2 separate regions of the Triticum aestivum genome follow, and region 2 is linked to region 1. A link is a contact called in public Hi-C data. All regions are on one chromosome and are shown on one strand. Each heading gives the region's core, a stretch centred on a gene start, on an enhancer-like site or on the middle of the called end of the contact. The rest is flanking DNA. Distances are from core to core; before and after follow the strand shown. Region 1 holds the start of LOC123068870 (putative transcription factor bHLH107). Region 2 has its middle 120 kb from the start of LOC123064968.

Region 1 (2,719 bases), core at 61-2,560:
TGCTCTGGAACTGGAACGGGCTACCAGTACCACCACATACCAGCTCTGGTGAAGCAACCCTGGCCAGAGCCAACCTCGCAGCCTCCTTCAGAGACGTGAGTCCAGCAAGGCCTGCTGCTGCGCTGCCTTCCTCGTCCTCCTCCTTGCACAGTGTGAAGACATGCTGCACCCTTCCTCCTAGGGAGGTCACCTCCGCTCTCACCGTCCTCAGCCTGAGGCCATGGAGCGCCTGGATGAGCCCGGCGACGAGGTCCGGGCGGTCGTCGCAGCTGACCGAGGCTTTCATGTACAGTCTGGAGTCATTGTCTCCGGCGCAGAATTCAATGGAGACCTCGTCGGTCTCCGGTGGGACAGCCGGCGTTTGCTGTGCGGCCTCGCCTGCTCTCCTCTTCAGGTGCTTCACTTGGTCCACCACCCTGGCTAGCAAGGCGGCCTTGTCCATCTGCACAAAGGAAGACAAGAGACATTTTCCTGACAAGTCACATAATAGCAGTGTACCGCCGCAGTGCCCTACTTTGTCTTATATCTCTAGATAGAATTGCAGGGTGAAAAGTCTGATGAAATGTGAACACTTGCGCGAGTTTTCAATGTTCTTCATAAAGCTCATGTATATATGATGCTGACATAAAGGTCAATCAGAATTGTTTGCAGGGAGACTTCTTAATGCAAAGTTAGTTTGTGCTACCAGAAAAGATGATCAGCTAACGACAATAATTATGTGCAGCTGAGCTTTGTTTGGTTTATGCTTCACAGCACTGAAATGGTGAAATGGCTAAGATATTGTTGGCCCAAACCTGCTTGGTATCAGGGATCATCCTCCTGAGCGCCGTGAGATGAGCGTTGATCCTCACCCGACGCCGGCGCTCGGCCTCGCTGTGGACCTTCAGGGCCCTTGCCTCCGTCGCGGTCCTTCCCGACCCCGTCGTCGACGAGGACGTCGTCGACAGCTCCGGCGGCCCAGCCGGTGGCGCCGAGCTGGCCTGCCGGGGCAGCAGAGCCGGGCCTCCGCTCACCGTAGGATAACATGCATCGTATGCCATCAGCTCATTCCCTCCTTGCGGGGATTGGCATGGAGCTGCCATCCAGCTCTAGGACAGTGCAAGAACAAGGACGAATGTGAATTTCTGGTGATGAACCAGAAGGAAGGAGAAGTGGGAGTGAGATGGATAGGAGGCTCACAATAATTAGTGCGGCGGCGTCTTGTCACCTCATTCTCTTCATATATATGATGGATATAGGACGGTAGGAGGCAGATGATGAGCTTGTCTGCGGGAGATGACCGCCCTACATACGCATCTCCTTTCTCACATGTGGTTAGTACCCCACTATGCATGGGGATAATAAGGGGAAATTTCGCTGTTTGGATTGGCATGGACTCCGCCAATGGGTGAGGTGGCGTGTATGAGTGTGCCATGAGTCGGATATACATGTGGAAAGAATCATGTCATGCCAAACCCTTATGAATGTAAGTATTGATTGCACTGTAGTGTAGTATCTATGCACAGCAGCCAATAAGACATGATGGGATGGTTCTGGTTTTCAGTGAAATTTCAGCGAAAATTTGGCAAGTTTCGGTTATTTCAGTAGGTGCCAAAATGTTTCAGCACTTTCAGAAGGTACACATAGATAAACTTTAAAATAAATCGAAAAAAAGTGGCGCTGCAAACATTTCTGGAACCAAAACCTGAAACCGGCACGAGTGACCACTGCCTGCTCACAAGATTCGTTGACTAGAGTATAATCACGACGCCTGCTGTTGGTTAAGGGAAGTCATTATGAGGAGCAGTGTCAGGCTTGGCCTCTTGCAACCACGCCGCGCTCCCGCTCCTTCCACATCTGACCAGCAACTTCATTCACACTGTTCAGCTCAAACTTGATAATTTTTCCGATCGATGCCATCTCTCGGCTGCCTGTGATCAGAACATGTGATGTGAAAGTCAGCAAATGAAACAGTTTTCCCTTTGACTTGTGAACAGACGAACAGGGTAGACACCAGAACGGGCTCTCCTTTGCCATAATCACTCGACAATAGATTTTGGTTGTGAACTTGGAGTGCCCACACGCACAGCTGACCGAGAGTGTTCTGTTTCAGGGATCGGACTCACTGGAGACCGCTGCTAATAAGTCGCTAGAGGCAACACCACTCTGTTTGCTTAACACGATAATAACTGTGTCAGAACTCGCGTGAAATCTTTATGTGCATCTAGTCCAACTTGTACGCCTGACCTCCATGGTTTCAAAGAGAGGATCTGATGTATCTTCTGACGTCCTGCGCCCCTTCTGGATAGGCTAGAGTCGCCTTTTCTTTTTGAATGAAAATTTGATGAAATGATCATGGGAACCAGCCACCTCAACTGCCATTGCACTTCGATTTTTTCTTTTTATAGAACAAAGGCCATGAAGATTACAATTTGCCAAAGTGATCAAAGAGATTGCACTTTTATCACTTTGCAAAACCCTTTTGTAGCTGTTCTTTTGGACAACCGCTTGTTTCCAGTTTAGGTTGGTGTATAACTAGTTTTACTGCTCATGCAACATTGATAATTGATCAGCTGCAATTCAATTAGGTACTGGTCTTGTTCAGGGAGTGGTGTCTGGTCGTATAATATATGAATTTTAATTACCGTTCGTGTTAGCGTCCCACTTGCTAATCAATCAACATAACAAGATTACAGAGTTTGAGGTAGCTAATTCGAGATGCAGGGGTAGCATGAAGGGG
Region 2 (2,980 bases), core at 282-2,781, 530 kb before region 1:
TAATACAAATTGAACAATTTTTGAACACTTTTATGGGCTAAACATTTTTTGAATGCAAGATGAATTTTTAAAATACATGTATGAACGATTTTTAAGGCATGTTAATTTTTTAATACATAATGTACATTTTTCATACACAACTGATTGTTTCTCAAATTCGTAATGAGCATCTTTTTAAAAATATATGTTTAAAATTTGGATACACGTTATACATTTTTCGAATACACGGTGAATTTTTTTGAATACTAACAAATTTTTTAAGTGCAGGAAAATTTTAAATTGGATGAAATATATATATTGAAAATAATTTTTAAATAAATGCATTTGATAATTTAAGTAATGAACGCTATTGATAATTTAAGTAAATTAATTTCTGAAATATATTTAATTAGACTACCTATAAATATAAACAACAATAAAAATTAATGAACTAACGGCAACGATTGAAACACAGAATAAATGAATGAACAAAGAAAAAACTAAGTGAAACGCTACTCGGCCAGGCCACTAGCGCGTCCGACGCGAGACCAGGCCACTACGCTCCGCCCACGTGTTCATGTGGGGCTGGTCGCTGGAGTTTTTTCCATGTCATTTATTTCTTCTTTAAATTAATTCGGGACAACAAATAAATTGCGAATTTTGGAAAAAATGTTCAAGAAACCACAAAATGTTCGTGAAGTCAAAACTCTGTTCATGATTTTAAAAATGTTTGGGAAATTGAAAAAATGTGGCATATTCAAAAAATGTTCATGATTTTGAAAAACATAGTCAGAAATCAAATAATGACCAAGATTTTGAAAAGGTTAAAATTTTCAAAAAACATTCATGAATCTGAGAAAAATTATTCATGAATATTTTAAAAATGTCCACAAGTGTTCATAAATTTTAGGGAAGACAAAAAAAGTTCATCGCTTCAGAAAATGTTTGCTGATTCAAAATTTTGTTCCCAAATTTCAAAAAAATTCCGCTGACTCAAAAACTTTGCGTTTAAAAACAATAGAATTTTAAATTATGTTTGTAAATTTTTCAAAAACAATTGTGAACTGGAAAATATTCATGATTTTAAAAAATGCGTGTGAATTCGTGTTCATGATTTCAAAAAATGTTTGTTAATTCAGATAATTTTAACGATTTATAAAATGTTTGCTAATTTAAAAAATATTTATTATTTTGAAAAATATTTGTGAATTCAATTTGTTATAATTTCAATAGTTATTATGGACTTAATTGTTTTTCTCGAATTTGAAAGATGTTCACAAAATGAAAGTCAAAAGAAAAAGGGAATAACAAAGTAAAAAAAGAGAAATGGAAAACGAAAAATAAATTAAAATAAGTTATATAAATGTAAAAGAAAAAGAAAAAATATAAAAGAAAAACATAAAAGAAAAAAGAAGGGAAAAGGAAAAACGAAAAACCCTGTTCAGTATGACGTTCCAAAACCGGTTGGGAAGAAACCTGTAATGGGCCGGCCCAAACAGAGGACCAGGCGCGCGAGGCTAGGTCGATATTCGGCGACCTACGCGTCAAATAGGAGCGGGACCTCCTATAGGGCGCCTTCAGCGCCGCGCAAGGGGTCTGGCGCCCGCAACAGCTGTTGGATGGGCCGGCCCACGATCACGCAACAAAAGTAACGCGAAAAATGACAGCCAAAAATACCTCCCCACCGGGATTCGACCTCGCGCCCACCCGCTTCTACACGGTGAGGCTAGCCACTGCACTAGCTAACTGCTAGCGTATATTCACACCGCAAAAGTTTTAATAAACAGAAAATAGACGCGCTATTTATTGCACAATACACTGTGGCATTTATACATTTCAATTATTGAAAATATGTTCAAATATTACGGATGGAGTTCTCGAGCATGCAAAAAAAAATCCGCATATTCAAAAATAGTTCTGAATACACATTGAACATTTTCTTAGTATAGGGTGAACATTATTCAAAGAAACACAGAACATTTTTTCAAAATATGCTGAACTTTTTTTGAATACATGCTACAAAATTTCCCTGCACGATGAACATTATTCAAAGAAACACAAAACATTTTTTCAAAATATGCTGAACTTTTTTTGAATACATGCTACAAAATTTCTCTGCATGATGAACATTTTTTATACACACTGAACATTTTTTTCAATGTATGGTGAACAATATTCAAATACACGTAGAACTTTTTTTAAATACGATGAACTCCTTTTGAATGCATGCTGAACAAAATTTCTATACATGATGAACATTATTTTATACACACTGAACATTCTTTCAATGTATGGTGAACATTTTTCTTCAATACGGTTAAGAAAAAATTGGAATTCAGAACTATTTTTGAAACGTGAACAAAATTAGAAAACATGAACAAAATTTGGAAAACATGAACAAAACATTTTCTGAAAAGTCAAACGAATTTCGAAAAATCTGAACATATTTTGGATATTGAAAATAGTTCATCCAATTCGAAAATAGTTCATCGATTTTAGAAAAGTTCACTGACTTCAAAAAAAGTTCATTAGTTTTGAAAAAGGTTCACAAACCTGAGAAAAAGTTTATCGAACTTGAAAAAAAGTTCATTGAATTTGGAAAAAGTTCATCGACTTCAAAAAAGAGTTCACCCAAATTTAAAAAAAAGTTCATTGAATTTGAAAATAGTTCACCGGTTTTGATAAAATGTCATCGAATTGGAAAAAAGTTCATTGAATTTGAGAAAAAGTTCGCCAATTTTGAAAAAAGTTCATCGAATTTGAAAAATGTTCATAAATTCGGTGAACTTTTTATATCGAATTAGAAAAAGAAAAAGAAGAAAGAAGACTAAAAAAGAAAATGAATACTAAAAAGAAAAAGAAAGAAATGAAAAGAAAAAGAAAAAAGAAACGGAAAAGAAAGAATGGAAGAATAAAAGAACGAAGAAGCTCTGTGTAATCACAGAACTCAGCTAGCACGGGTGGCAAGCGAGTGCTGCGCTGTGAGCCCGCGTCGCAGGAT

The links. A called contact is a pair of places that touch in the nucleus more often than the background predicts.
Region 2: a contact with region 1 is called in a Hi-C map of leaf, with 5 times the contacts expected there. The contact joins the enhancer-like site here to the promoter of LOC123068870 in region 1. A contact is called at or near these places in 3 of 5 Hi-C or Micro-C datasets (all in leaf).

What each region holds. Positions count from the first base shown.
Region 1 is chr3B:102,006,501-102,009,219 of IWGSC CS RefSeq v2.1, reverse strand. LOC123068870 (putative transcription factor bHLH107) reads right to left here and starts at 1,310. Exons shown (of 3, transcript XM_044491546.1): 1 at 1,180-1,310; 2 at 795-1,088; 3 at 1-442. The coding sequence starts at 1,082. LOC123068869 reads left to right here. Exons shown (of 2, transcript XM_044491545.1): 2 at 1-81.
Region 2 is chr3B:102,538,767-102,541,746 of IWGSC CS RefSeq v2.1, reverse strand. No RefSeq gene overlaps it. Among protein-coding and RNA genes, the nearest start is that of LOC123064968, 120 kb to the left of the region's middle. Within about 2 kb of position 1,531, at least 5 of the 8 cell types and tissues checked have an H3K27ac peak or open chromatin away from gene starts, as enhancers often do. A contact at or near this core is called in leaf, where this site is marked.